Regions from separate parts of the Ovis aries genome. Here region 2 is linked to region 1. The links are chromatin contacts, called in public Hi-C maps. All regions are on one chromosome and are shown on one strand. The core of a region is the stretch at or near the end of the contact, and the rest is flanking DNA. Distances in the headings are between cores, read along the strand shown.

Evidence for each region. A called contact is a pair of places that touch in the nucleus more often than the background predicts.
Region 2: a Hi-C map of tail adipose tissue shows a contact between it and region 1, with 2.2 times the contacts expected there. The contact joins the enhancer-like site here to the promoter of TGIF1 in region 1. A contact is called at or near these places in 8 of 16 Hi-C or Micro-C datasets (blood, hypothalamus, liver and 3 more).

Annotation. Positions count from the first base shown.
Region 1 is chr23:38,006,413-38,012,208 of ARS-UI_Ramb_v3.0, reverse strand. TGIF1 (TGFB induced factor homeobox 1) reads right to left here and starts at 1,510. Exons shown (of 3, transcript XM_042239656.2): 1 at 1,161-1,510.
Region 2 is chr23:38,127,290-38,132,939 of ARS-UI_Ramb_v3.0, reverse strand. All of the region lies in intron 7 of DLGAP1 (DLG associated protein 1), which reads left to right. All of the region lies in intron 1 of LOC105604469 (a long non-coding RNA gene), which reads right to left. Among named protein-coding and RNA genes, the nearest start is that of TGIF1, 120 kb to the right of the region's middle. Within about 2 kb of position 3,994, at least 26 of the 54 cell types and tissues checked have an H3K27ac peak or open chromatin away from gene starts, as enhancers often do. A contact at or near this core is called in tail adipose tissue, where this site is marked.

The DNA of each region.
Region 1 (5,796 bases), core at 261-2,760:
AGCTTCCAGAAGGCCTGGTGGAAACAATGACAGGCTCGCTCTTTGCATGTCACACTTGGACTCGTTCTCACTGCACGCCTTCAGTCCTAACTCTTCCTCTTGCCCCAGATTCATCGTGGGAAAACTTTTGTGAGGCTAGGAATTCTGGAAAATATAACTTTCCAAAGGAACCGACCCCCGGGGGCGATCTGGGATCCAGAGTCGCGTTCCTCCGAAGGTGAAAACGCCCCATCCCGGGAGAAGTCGTGCCCGGACTCTGCCGGGAGCGAGTGGGGAGCCCCGGAGCCCAACTTTCAGACAAAGCGCCAAGACTCCGCGGGCCGGGCCACCCCGGGTCCCGACGGAGAAAAGCGGGACGGGGGTATCCCCCGACTCGGGACCCCACTCCCCCGCCCGCGAGAAGCCACGCGGCGGCTCGGCGGAGCGTGGGGTGTCGGTTTGGAGACAATGAAACTTGGAGGCGCACAAACAAGGCGCGGAGCGTGCTTCTTGACAACGTGCCAGCAGCGTGGAGAGGCCCGTCTCCCCACAACAGCCCCTCGTGTTGTGTCTGGAAGGAACACAGCAACGGCCGTTCCAGACACAGCTTCCACAAAGAGGACGGCCGCGGCTCAGGCCTCCGAGCCCCCCGGGGCGGAAAAGTCCGAGTCACCCGCGCCGCCCGGCGAGCACGTTGCCCCGGGACCCGCGCCCAAGGCGCGCGCCGCCCGCGAGCCTTACCTTTCTTGCTTTTCATTCTGGAGTTCCCCGGCCAGTGCCAGGCGACAGCGGGGGTCTCCAGGGGCCAGGAGCGGGGACGGAGGGGCCGAGCGGTCGTCCTCCTTCCCGGCCGACTCTCCCGTAACTTGGAGGACGCGCTCCAGCCGTTATTGCTAAACACGGCGGCACTCGAATCCCAGGCGCCCGCTCCTCGGGCGGAATTCAAGTGACACTCGGGCTTCCTCCCGCCGGGATCTTCTGGCAGCGGGCCGGGGACGCTCCCTAGCCTAACTCGCTCCCCTCCCCACTCCGCTCCTTTGTTCGCGGCTCCTGCTCGGCGCACCTCGGCGCTGTCAGAGTGAGCGAGGCAAGGAGGGAAGGTACCGGAGGTCCTGCCTCCGCCCCCAGCCGCCCGCCCCGTCCCCCGCCCGCCCAGCCGCTCCTCCGCCCCTCCCCCGCACCTTCCAGCAGCCTAGGATCGCTCTGAGCACCCGGGCCGCGTCGCCGGGGCGGCTGTCACCGGTCCCTCGTGGGGACGGCCGAGCTCACGAGCTCATCCCCGCCGCGCGCCCGCCGCCCGCATCCCCGGGTTGCGGGCGACACCAGCCAAGCGCCCTGGGTTGCTCCCTTGGGCCTTTCTTCCAGGGTCTGGCGAGGGTGCGTTTGGTTAGGAAATTGCAACAGATGGGGTGGGGGGCGGAATGCCGTTCCCTCCTCCACCCCAGGGAAGAAAAAGCCTCCCCTTTCGATTTTGACAGCTGCCCCAACTCCACCGGCCCGACTCGGGCCGCAGGAGTAGACAGCCGCTGCTGATTCAAGGGGCGGGGCTGCCCAAGAAAAGTATTCGGGAAAAGAATCAACTTCTTCCAGGACGCACTGCTGCCATTGACACGCGCGGGCGCGGAGCGACGCACCCTTCTCCTCTCGGGGCTCTTCCTCCCAAAGCAACAGTGGGGGGGGGGGCGGGCGGGGGAATGGGGAGGAGGATGAGACCCAGACACCCTAGGCGAAAGTCTGTTGCCCCCGGCTAAAGCTGCGAGTTCCGGACTGGATTGCAAAGCAGTTTCGAAATCTGACATGTTGCGGACAGACACTTGTCATGCTCACATGCTCTTTAAAAGTCGGTGCCTGGGGATGGCCGGGACGCGCGCCCGCCCCGCCTGAGACTCGGCCTGACACCCCATCCCCGGACCCCCTCGCCTGTCTCGGTAAACAGTCTACTCAGGACTTATCCTGCTAGGGGACCTCTTTTCCCCCACCACCCCCACGCCCCGGTATTTCAAACAGAAACTATTAGGTAAACACATGTTCCTGTTAGTTTATTTTGGTTGAGAGTTAGGCAGGCTCCAGCGGGAGTTCCTGGATGAAACTACCCATTTTAAAAGTCCAGATGCTTTAGGCTGATTTCAAGAAATGCAGCCCCCTCTCCGCCCTCTCCTCTGGGTGTAGTTCTTGCGTGTCTGTCCCGTTGTTTTGAAGTCAACGAACTGTCACATGCCACACTAATACTTTCCCCATCATTAAAAAAAAAAAAAAAACATGAGCCCGGTAGAGACGTCAGCGCCCGAGTCTGCCTCCAGCTTGTGCTCTGCACTGTCTTTGTTTTGTAACCTCGATGAAGAACCGGCAGAAGTTCTGTGGAAATAAGGTTCAACCCAAGAAGAAATAAGGCGGCCAAACCATGACTGACTAGAACTTTGGAGCCTCTGTTGTCGGATTACACTGAAAATTAAAGCCAGCCTCCCACCCACTCACCCTCCCAAAACAAGGCACCCACCCACTCCACCCCACCCCCAGAGTGACTTAAGGCCAGAGTTTACAAAGCTTGCGTGTGTGTGTGTGTTTTTTTTTTTTTTTCCAATTACAGGACTTAAGATGAATAAACAAGGAAAATAGCGTCACTCTAAAAAGGCGGCAACCTTTCGATTCCCCTCCCTCCCCGTGCGGTGTGCCGACGGCTCGGCACCTAAGAGAACACGCGTCTGAAACGGCCGAGAGGGGTACCGAGACCTGGGGGGAAACCAACCCGGAGGCTCCCCTGCCCCTTGGGGGTTCTTCCCTGCCCGCCTGGAGACGAATCAGCGGCTGCGCCCGCGCGCAGCACCGACGCCGGGCGGGTAGGGGGCCGCCGATTCCGGGGCCGCGGCGCTCTAGGCGTTTGAAGGGCGGCCGGTCGCCGGGATTGGCGGCTCGCGGCCGTTGGGGACTGGGAGCTAGGCGGGCGGGGGGAAGGGCGCGGGAGGAGGAGCCCGGCGCCTGCGCTGCGCCTCCGCCGCCTGAGTGGCAGGAGCCTCCCCCGGAGCCGGGCGGTTACTGCGGAGACGCTTTGTTTGCTGACTTCGAAAGCCGTTCCGACTGCCTCGGCCGCTTTCGAAGCGGCTCCACGAAACACGCTGCCTCCGGGTGGGCCTCACCCTCCCCCGGCCGCCGGCTCCGGCGCGCGCCTGAAACGTCTCCTCCTTCCGCGTGGCTCCGCTCGGCCACGCGGGGGCTCTCCTTCTGTGCACAAAGGTGTCCTTTTCTCCGGCCAAGTCAGCTTAGCTCCTGACGGCGATTCTCGGACAACCGAGATGGGAACGGAGTTTACAGCTAGTAAACCAACTTTGCAGGGGAAGGGGGAAGCGGCGCAGAGGATTAACAGTCTCTTTGAAACTGCGAGGAGGAGGAAAAGGTCAAATTTTCCTCTCTCGCTGGAAGTCCGGCTTGATCCGGGCAATGCTCACCTTTTTGCTCAAGCGAATCACATCGAAGCAGTCACTAAAGCTGGCAAGACGCCCCTAGGAGGAACCCGGGAACCCTTCTGGGTGATACACGGCACACACACACCTCCCCGCCCCCCACCAGAGCCTGTCCTAAACTTGTCTTTAGATTTGAAATTTTGGTGCATTCTGGAAGAAAGTGCCTGGAGTCTGCGTGACACAGGCCAAGAAGACAGCCCCACAGAGTGGGCTTGAGGAACCAGCAATTGCTTAGGATATTTTTGTTTATTTGCTTCTCTCAAGGTGGAAAAACAAGTTTCAGTTCTGGCTCTGTGAGTCCCTTCGTGTACCAGCCAGGCCCTCTCTTTAAAACTGATCCAGTGACTTTTAAAGATTCTTTCCCGTGTTTTGGGGGGAAAATGTGGATTCACATTGACAACATATTATTTGCTAACTTCATATGAATATTAATATATATTGGAATGCTGCCTGAGTGAGAAGGAAGAAGAGATACTTGTTCACGTTTTACACCATTATTTTTTCCCCCCTCCAAGCACACATAGTTCCATGTGGTGTCTTATCTTTCCAGGCTGCCTCAAGGCCAAGAAAAGACGGAGACTTAAGTTACTTTTCACAGCTGCAATCTCTTCAAAGGCAAAAACTCAAAAATGAAACTTGGAAAGGCAAATAAGCCAGTGTATCAGTACATTTTGTGTTATTTTGATACTTGGTCCATCAAGTGATTGGATAATAAAGTCTGATTCCACCCAGCACTGTCTTAGGTGGAGGAAGGATGACTCACAGTCACTGGATCCCTTTTGTGTCTCCTCACTAAAGGACAGATTTTTTTTTTTTTTTTTTTGGAATAAAATACGCAGACTGCTGGGCTCCACATAAGGATTCTATAATCATCTCTTCACATCTCAGGTCAGAGGGTCTTGGGCTGCTCAAGGAGAAGCCACCCATTGTCTTTTCAAGGACCCACAACCCATCAGTGTGGTGATTTTATCAGCCTTATCAGGATAATTCTGTCAGTTACCTGAATAGTTAACTTGTGCTACTACTTCTGTTAGTAATCACTTTTCTCCAAGCCTGCATTCCCTTTCCCAGCCCCTCTTTTTACCTCTGCAGCCAGGGGCCTCCTTTTTTCTTGTTTTACCCAGAGGGGATCTGAACTCATCAGGACAAAGAAAAAAAGATCATTGTTGAGCACAGCCTTTAACCTCTCTACTCTTTTTTTTTTTAAACTTTTTTCTTTTCTCTTTCCTTTTTTCTTTTTAACCTCTCTATTCTCAACATCGTGTTTCTATATTGTGCCTTCAGTTCAGTTCAGCCGCTCAGTCCTGTCCAACTCTGTGACCCTATCGCTTCTCTGCCCTTTTGGCTAAGACCAAGAGTAGTATTGTGCTTTACAGTTTGCTGCTACTGCTAAGTCGCTTCAGTCGTGTCCGACTCTGTGCAACCCCATAGACGGCAGCCCACCAGGCTCCGCCGTCCCTGGGATTCTCCAGGCAAGAATACTGGAGTGGGTTGCCATTTCCTTCTCCAATGCATGAAAGTGAAAAGTGAAAGTGAAGTCGCTCAGTCGTGCCCGACTCTTAGCGACCCAATGGACTGCAGCCTACCAGGCTCCTTCGTCCATGGGATTTTCCAGGCAAGAGTACTGGAGTGGGTTGCCATTGCCTTCTCTGGCTTTACAGTTTAAGAAACAATTTAAATGACCTCATTTAATACTCATTTAATAAGGTAGATATTATGATTTTTTTCCCTAATGTCAAGATAGCACATCCAAACATAACAAAGCTAAAAGGTATAAAACCGAGTACTGGACATAAATTGTTGTTTAATTGCTAAGTGGTGTCCAACCCCACAGACTGTGGCCCGCCTGGCTCCTCTGACCATGGGATTTTCCAGGCAAGAATACTGGAGTGGGTTGCCATTTCCTTCTCTCCAGGGGATCTTCCCGACCCAGGGATCGAACCAGTGTCTCCTGCATTACAGGTAGATACTTTATCACGCAGTCACCAGGAAAGCCCAGACTTTAAACAAAGTGTTCTCGGGCATGTCTGGTGGAAGGTCTGGTGGATAAAGAAGGCAGTATAGGGCAGAAACTGACCACAGATTATGACACAAGGGCCATCTGAACACGTGGAGGCTACTCTAAAACTTGCCTCTCCTCTGAAATCTATGTGGAGTTTTACCAGAAGCTCCCTTCCAATCTACCTGCATTTTGTCCTTTTTTTAAACCACTCGTTTTTTCTTTACAAAAACAAAAAGGAGGAAGCTTGTTTTCAAAACTACAAGTAGGAAAAGTATACAAAGTGAAATAGGAAAGACCTCTTAATTGACTATTTCACTCTCCATATGTGCATATGTATACTACATACAAATGTAAGGG
Region 2 (5,650 bases), core at 2,745-5,244, 120 kb before region 1:
TCATCCTTCATCTTGCAGAACAGGGAAGATAGAGCCTTCACATCTAGGGAGGGGTCTACCTCCCTGAAAAGTCATGCATGCCCAGTTAGCAAGGAGGGTGGTTAAAAGAAATCAAACAACACCTGCCAGGTATAAAGGCATGAAAGAAAGATGGAATTCTGAATGTTGGGGTGGCCAAAAAGTTGTTAGTTGTGAAAATGTCGGGAGAGGCTAAAAATATACACTGTGTGCGTACATGCTTCAGTCAAGCCCGACGCTGAGACCCATAGGCTGTGGCCTGCCAGGCTCCTCTGTCAATGGAGATCTTCCATGCCCTCCTCCAGGGGATCTTACCCACCCCGGGATCAAAGCCAGGTCTCCTTCGTCTCCTGTGCTGGCAGGCGGGTTCTTTACAACAATCGCCAGCTGGAAAGCCTGATATACGCTGCAGCCAGGTGGAAGAGGAATTATATGCCAGCGTTTGGCTGTCTCACAGCTACATGTTCCTTACTTTTAAAATATCAGTAAAATAACAATGTTAAGAGGTTTTCAATATTTTTTTATGTGGCAATTGTATAAAATTTCCTTCAAAAACAAATGGTTTAAAAAAAGACAAAATAGACAAAACCATCTATAGTAAAACTATTTAATAAGGCCTCAGCAGTGAAGAAATATTAGTGTACCTAATTTTCATTCTGACATTTGTACTTTTTTGTGATTATAGGAGTAAGGCCTGTTCACTGTTGTTTTTTAACTGGAAAATTCCGAGAAGCCCAAAGAATAAAGTAAAAATCATACACAGACCAGTACTTGGTTATCACGACTTGGTGCTAAATGTGTTTATCTAGAGTTGCAGTCGAAAGTGACTTCAAATTTTCTGGCAAACGAAGGCAAGGTATTGCCAGTCCCTTTAGAGGGGGAAAGCAACAAATAAATATCCAAGTTGAGTTACAGAGTGAAGCATGGCACAGAACATGGGCGGAGGGGAAGGATTATCATTGTTTTGTTTCTTTTTTTCCCTAAAGGGGTGTATTTCTAGTTTGTTGACTTTCTGTTTTGCAGAGCAGGTCTAACCCCCTAGCTCTGTAACTGAGGAAATAACACAAGTATATCCTTGAGAGCCAGGTCTGTGGGGTAGTTCTGGTTGGGAGGAATGGGGAACCGGGCACAGGAACTGAGGCCAAGTCTCAATCTGGTGAGTTACAGCTTTGGTTTACAGCTTTGGTCCTCAGAGTTACATCAGGTCAGGGCACGGGAGCTTCAGCTCTAGAAAAGCCACTAGAATGTTCACATTGGCACTTTCAGAAAGCCTCTGTCTGTCTGTCCTCTTCGAAGCAGCCCCTGCAAGGGGTCAGGATGAGCAAGAGTTTAATTTTGCACTTCTACTTTTTTCAATATACATTTGGCTACACAGGGTCTCAATTGTGCCATGTGGGATCTAGTTCTCTGACCAAGGGTCAAACCCAGGCCCCCTGCATTGGGAGCAGAGAGTCTTAGCCACTGGGTCACCAGGGAAGACCCTGCACTTTCAATTCTTAAAAGGAAATCTGAACATCTCTGTATCTAACAGCAAACAAGAGCAAAGCTGCTTTTAGAAATGCTGGAACCTGCCTGGGCAGGAATCTGTTATGAATGCTGTTGGCTTTTGTCTTTTTTAAGCCCTCTTTTTCTTTTTTTTATGATTCTCTTTCAGGCACCCTTGTTAGTGGCACTACTGGTTTCTGGGTAAATGGTTTGCTTGCTGCATGCTGTTAAAAATCTACTGAAAGACAAACAGTGTCCTTCCACCAGAGAGCCGTATGACTTTGGGAAAGTTACTTAACCTCTCTGGTCCTCAGAAAGTTCAAGGCAGAGGTTCAGAGTGGCAGCTTGGAAAAGATCTTAGAGATCATGGAGCTCTGCTCCTCCTTACAAGCTGGGACTCAGAGAGGGTGAGTGACCAGCCAAAAGTCCAGTAGCTCCCCCCCGTGTTTTATTAACATTTTGATTTTTAAAAGGAGTCCAGTGAATTTAGAAATTAATTGGGTTGTGTTTCAAGAGAAAATGAACAAGAGACTTCAGTCAAAGAATGAAAACTAAGGCCTTGAGAGATAGCTAGTATACTTTATAATAACTATCCAAATGAGTTTGTAGGAAAAAAATGTGAGCTAAGATGTGACACACTCCATGCACAATATTTACCCCTCCAAATATTTACGGGACACCCCTGGGAACCTGAAGTCCAGTAAAGAACTGAAGATAATCATGACGCAGCAAGGGCTCTGTCAGATAAAAACTGAAGTGTTCTTATGAGAACTAAGAGAAGGCATTTAGGAGGGCTTCGGGAAGCCTTCCTGGAAGAGGTGACACCCCAGCTGGTACATGAAGGGGAAAGAGAGCAGCAAGTTCCTGCAGGGAAATTCCATCTGCAGAGGCCAGGGAGCTCGATGGCTCGAACATCCAAAGGTAAAAGCTGTCAAGAGGATGTGGAGTTCTGAGACCTTAAAGATGAGAAACTAAGTAATTCGGAATCTCCAAAGCCCTGGACGCTGGTCTTTATCCCGAGGGCAGAACTGTCAGCTGGATACATTCAGAATCTCCCGCAGCTGCTCGGAGTGTGTACAGTAGTTTGGAGGCGAGGACCAGACAGACTCAGTGAGACTGTTTAGAAAAAAATATTTCTCAAGCTCTTTGGACAAACAAGATACATTTTACATGCTAACCCAGGAGGTACCCAGACCTGGGGACACACATCAAAACAAGCGCCACAAAACTGCCTTTGTTTGATACACTCTTAAGTTTTCTAATCCACTCCGTTTTTTCTTTTCTTTTTTTAATGGTGAAACTGCAGGACCCACCTCAATTGACTCATGACCCATTAATAAGTCACACCTGGTAGTCTGAGGCACCTCGAGGCAGGAATTTTGGCTGTCATCCTCCAGAGAGGAGATAACAGGATCCAGGAAAGCAGAAAGGAGGATTGTAGGAGGTGGGAAGATTCCAGAAGGATTTAAGAGAGAAGAGGGTTAGGACCCAAAGGAATTAAGAGGTTGTGGCTTGAACTTGGTATGAAAATGTGTCTGGCTAAGAGGGGGTATGTTAACTTGAAGAATCTACCTGGAGGGTAAAGATACTAGGTGTTTGAAAAAAAAAAAAAAAAAGCCCATTTTGTTTGGTCAATACAAGTGTAGCCCTTCATTTGAGGTCTACCTAAAGAAAATCATTTGCGTTCTATCTGAAGAAAAACCATCTAAAGATTAAATTATGTAACTCCAGAAAATGGTCACGTTTTACTAAAAGAGGGAGCAAAATGGTGGCACTGAAAAGGAATAAATCATTCCTCGGGGCGGGGGTGGGGGGGGGGCTCTGCAGTGAGCCTCAAAATCCTACTTAGAAAGAACAGGCAAGCTCACATCCCCAGGAAATATCCCAGATCAAAGTCTCACCTGGTTCTTTGCTGTGGCTGACACCAGCTTTTCTAAGACTGAGAACAGGGTAAGTATAGCCTCTGACTTTTCATGTAGCAGACCGTTGGCAGGAGCTAACTGCTTTACAAAGTTGGCACCACTTTTAGAACCCCCGATCGCTAATTCAGGAAGGGAGCAGGCGTTGCTTATGCACTTCTTGTAAAAACTGAAAATCCATTAACTTTATTCTTCACGCACGCTCTCCGACAGCATCAGGTCAAAGGGGCTTTTTTTCCTTCCCCTTTTCAGAGCTTTCCAGAGTCCCAATCTGGCTCCTTCTAAATCTTTTCTTTTACAAAACAATAGGGAGGGGTGGTAGCCTGTGGCTAGTTGAAGATTTTGAACAATAGGTGTTTCTGAGCCGGGTTTATTGAAATGGTCCTGTCGGTGTCCTGGGGGGCACTGTAAATGAGATGTCGACAGGAGCTCTTTTGTGTGGACAGCATTCGGCCTGAAAGAGAGGAATTTCCTTTCTGTGCTAGTATTTAAAGTAGATTTGTTGCTGCTTTCCCTGGAACTTTTTATCCGACTGCCGGAGCTAACAGTGCTGGATGAGTCACTCGGTGTGGCTGAGACTTCCTCCCGTCCCTGGCAGGGCTCTGTCTCTCAGGCATTTACATTTAGAAAGGACGGCTCCTAAGAAGATTGCTCGGATTTTCATCAGCTTGAGCCTCTTTTTCAGGTCGTCACGGGGACCTGAGCCGGCAGCCATCCTGACCCCCCAGGAGCCGGCAGCCACACCGGGCTGTTTTTCTCAACTCCCTGGAAGACTTTTGGCTGTTTTGTTCCTTCCTTTTTTTAAAATCCAGGGAGGGTGAGACAACCATCTCCTCCGATTTAGGCCTTTCCCTCCCCCTTTTTTGTAAATGACAGGCAATTTCAGTTTACTGTAATTACTTTGGGCTGAGGTTGGACTAACCCCACCCTTAGAAGATAAGGTAACCGTTTTATTACCTCACAGCCAGGTGCCTGGGGGTGACAAGGCTGCCTTTTATCTGGAGACGTGACAAGGTTATCAGCAACTGAAAGGGGCTGAACCTTTGAGCGGTGGCCATTAAGATGCTTTCCCTTCACTGGGATCAATTTCCTAACTCATTATTGGTAGTTAATTTTGATCCAAAGACCAGCGCTGGTGGTTTCCTCCAGTTTCCGCATTCCTGCACTTCAGCCACTTACGGATGAATGGTGTAAATTGCAACTGCCAGCCAATCCCATAACAGGAGCTTGACATTCTAACCACGGCCCCAAACGAACAACCCACAGAATAGTTTAGAATTCTCATTTGGTAGCTTTGCAGTGGGCATAGTTGCTTTTTTCAAAGAGTTGATTAATAAAACCCTTCCCCTATGATAGTAGAAATCCAAAAGAATCAAAATGAATCACTTTTACTAGCCAAGGTTACACCAGGAGACAGTTCAGGGCTTCTTTTATTTACTTTTTTAAGATTAAAAAAAAAAAACCCTTTTTACTCGTATTGAAGGATGGCCGATTAACACTGCTGGGATAGTTTCAGGTGAAGAGTTGAAGGGACTGCTATACATGTGCCTGTACCCTTGTTTTAGATTTTTTTAAAAATTAGTGCTTTATGTACTTCTGTTTTCAGTTCACTGACACACATTGGTTTACTCTTAAATCAAGCTTGTTTTACATGGATTCTCTGGGTTATCTCTTGGGTTGGAAATGTGGGATAAAAGCTTCTGTTTTGAAGACGATTTTCCGACTGTGTCCTGGGTAGAGCTTTAGTGAACGAGGAATGCTCTTGCAGATAAACTTTTAGACAAGTGTCCTGAGCTGTGCTGTGCTGTGCTTAGTCGTTCAGTTGTGGCGACTCCTGAGTTGTATCAGGTGAGCGCTGCACCCAGCCTGGACTTAGCGCAGAACCACTGTCCTGTCAGGACACATTAGGGTGGGCCGAGAAGAATGTTACTTCTATCTCTTTTCCCCTGAAGTCAGATCACAGCTGAGGGTAGGGGGTGAGAATGGGGAAGAGAATGATGGAAGGGATGACTCAAAACACATACAGAAGACACACAGTCTTGCAGATACGAAGTGTTTATCTCCAAGGACACATCAGACTACTGCTGCTGCTGCTAAGTCGCTTCAGTCGTGTCCAACTCTGTGGGACCCCACAGACAGCAGCCCGCCAGGCTCCCCCGTCCCTGGGATTCTCCAGGCCAAAACACTGGAGTGGGTTGCCATTTCCTCCAATGCATGAAAGTGAAAAT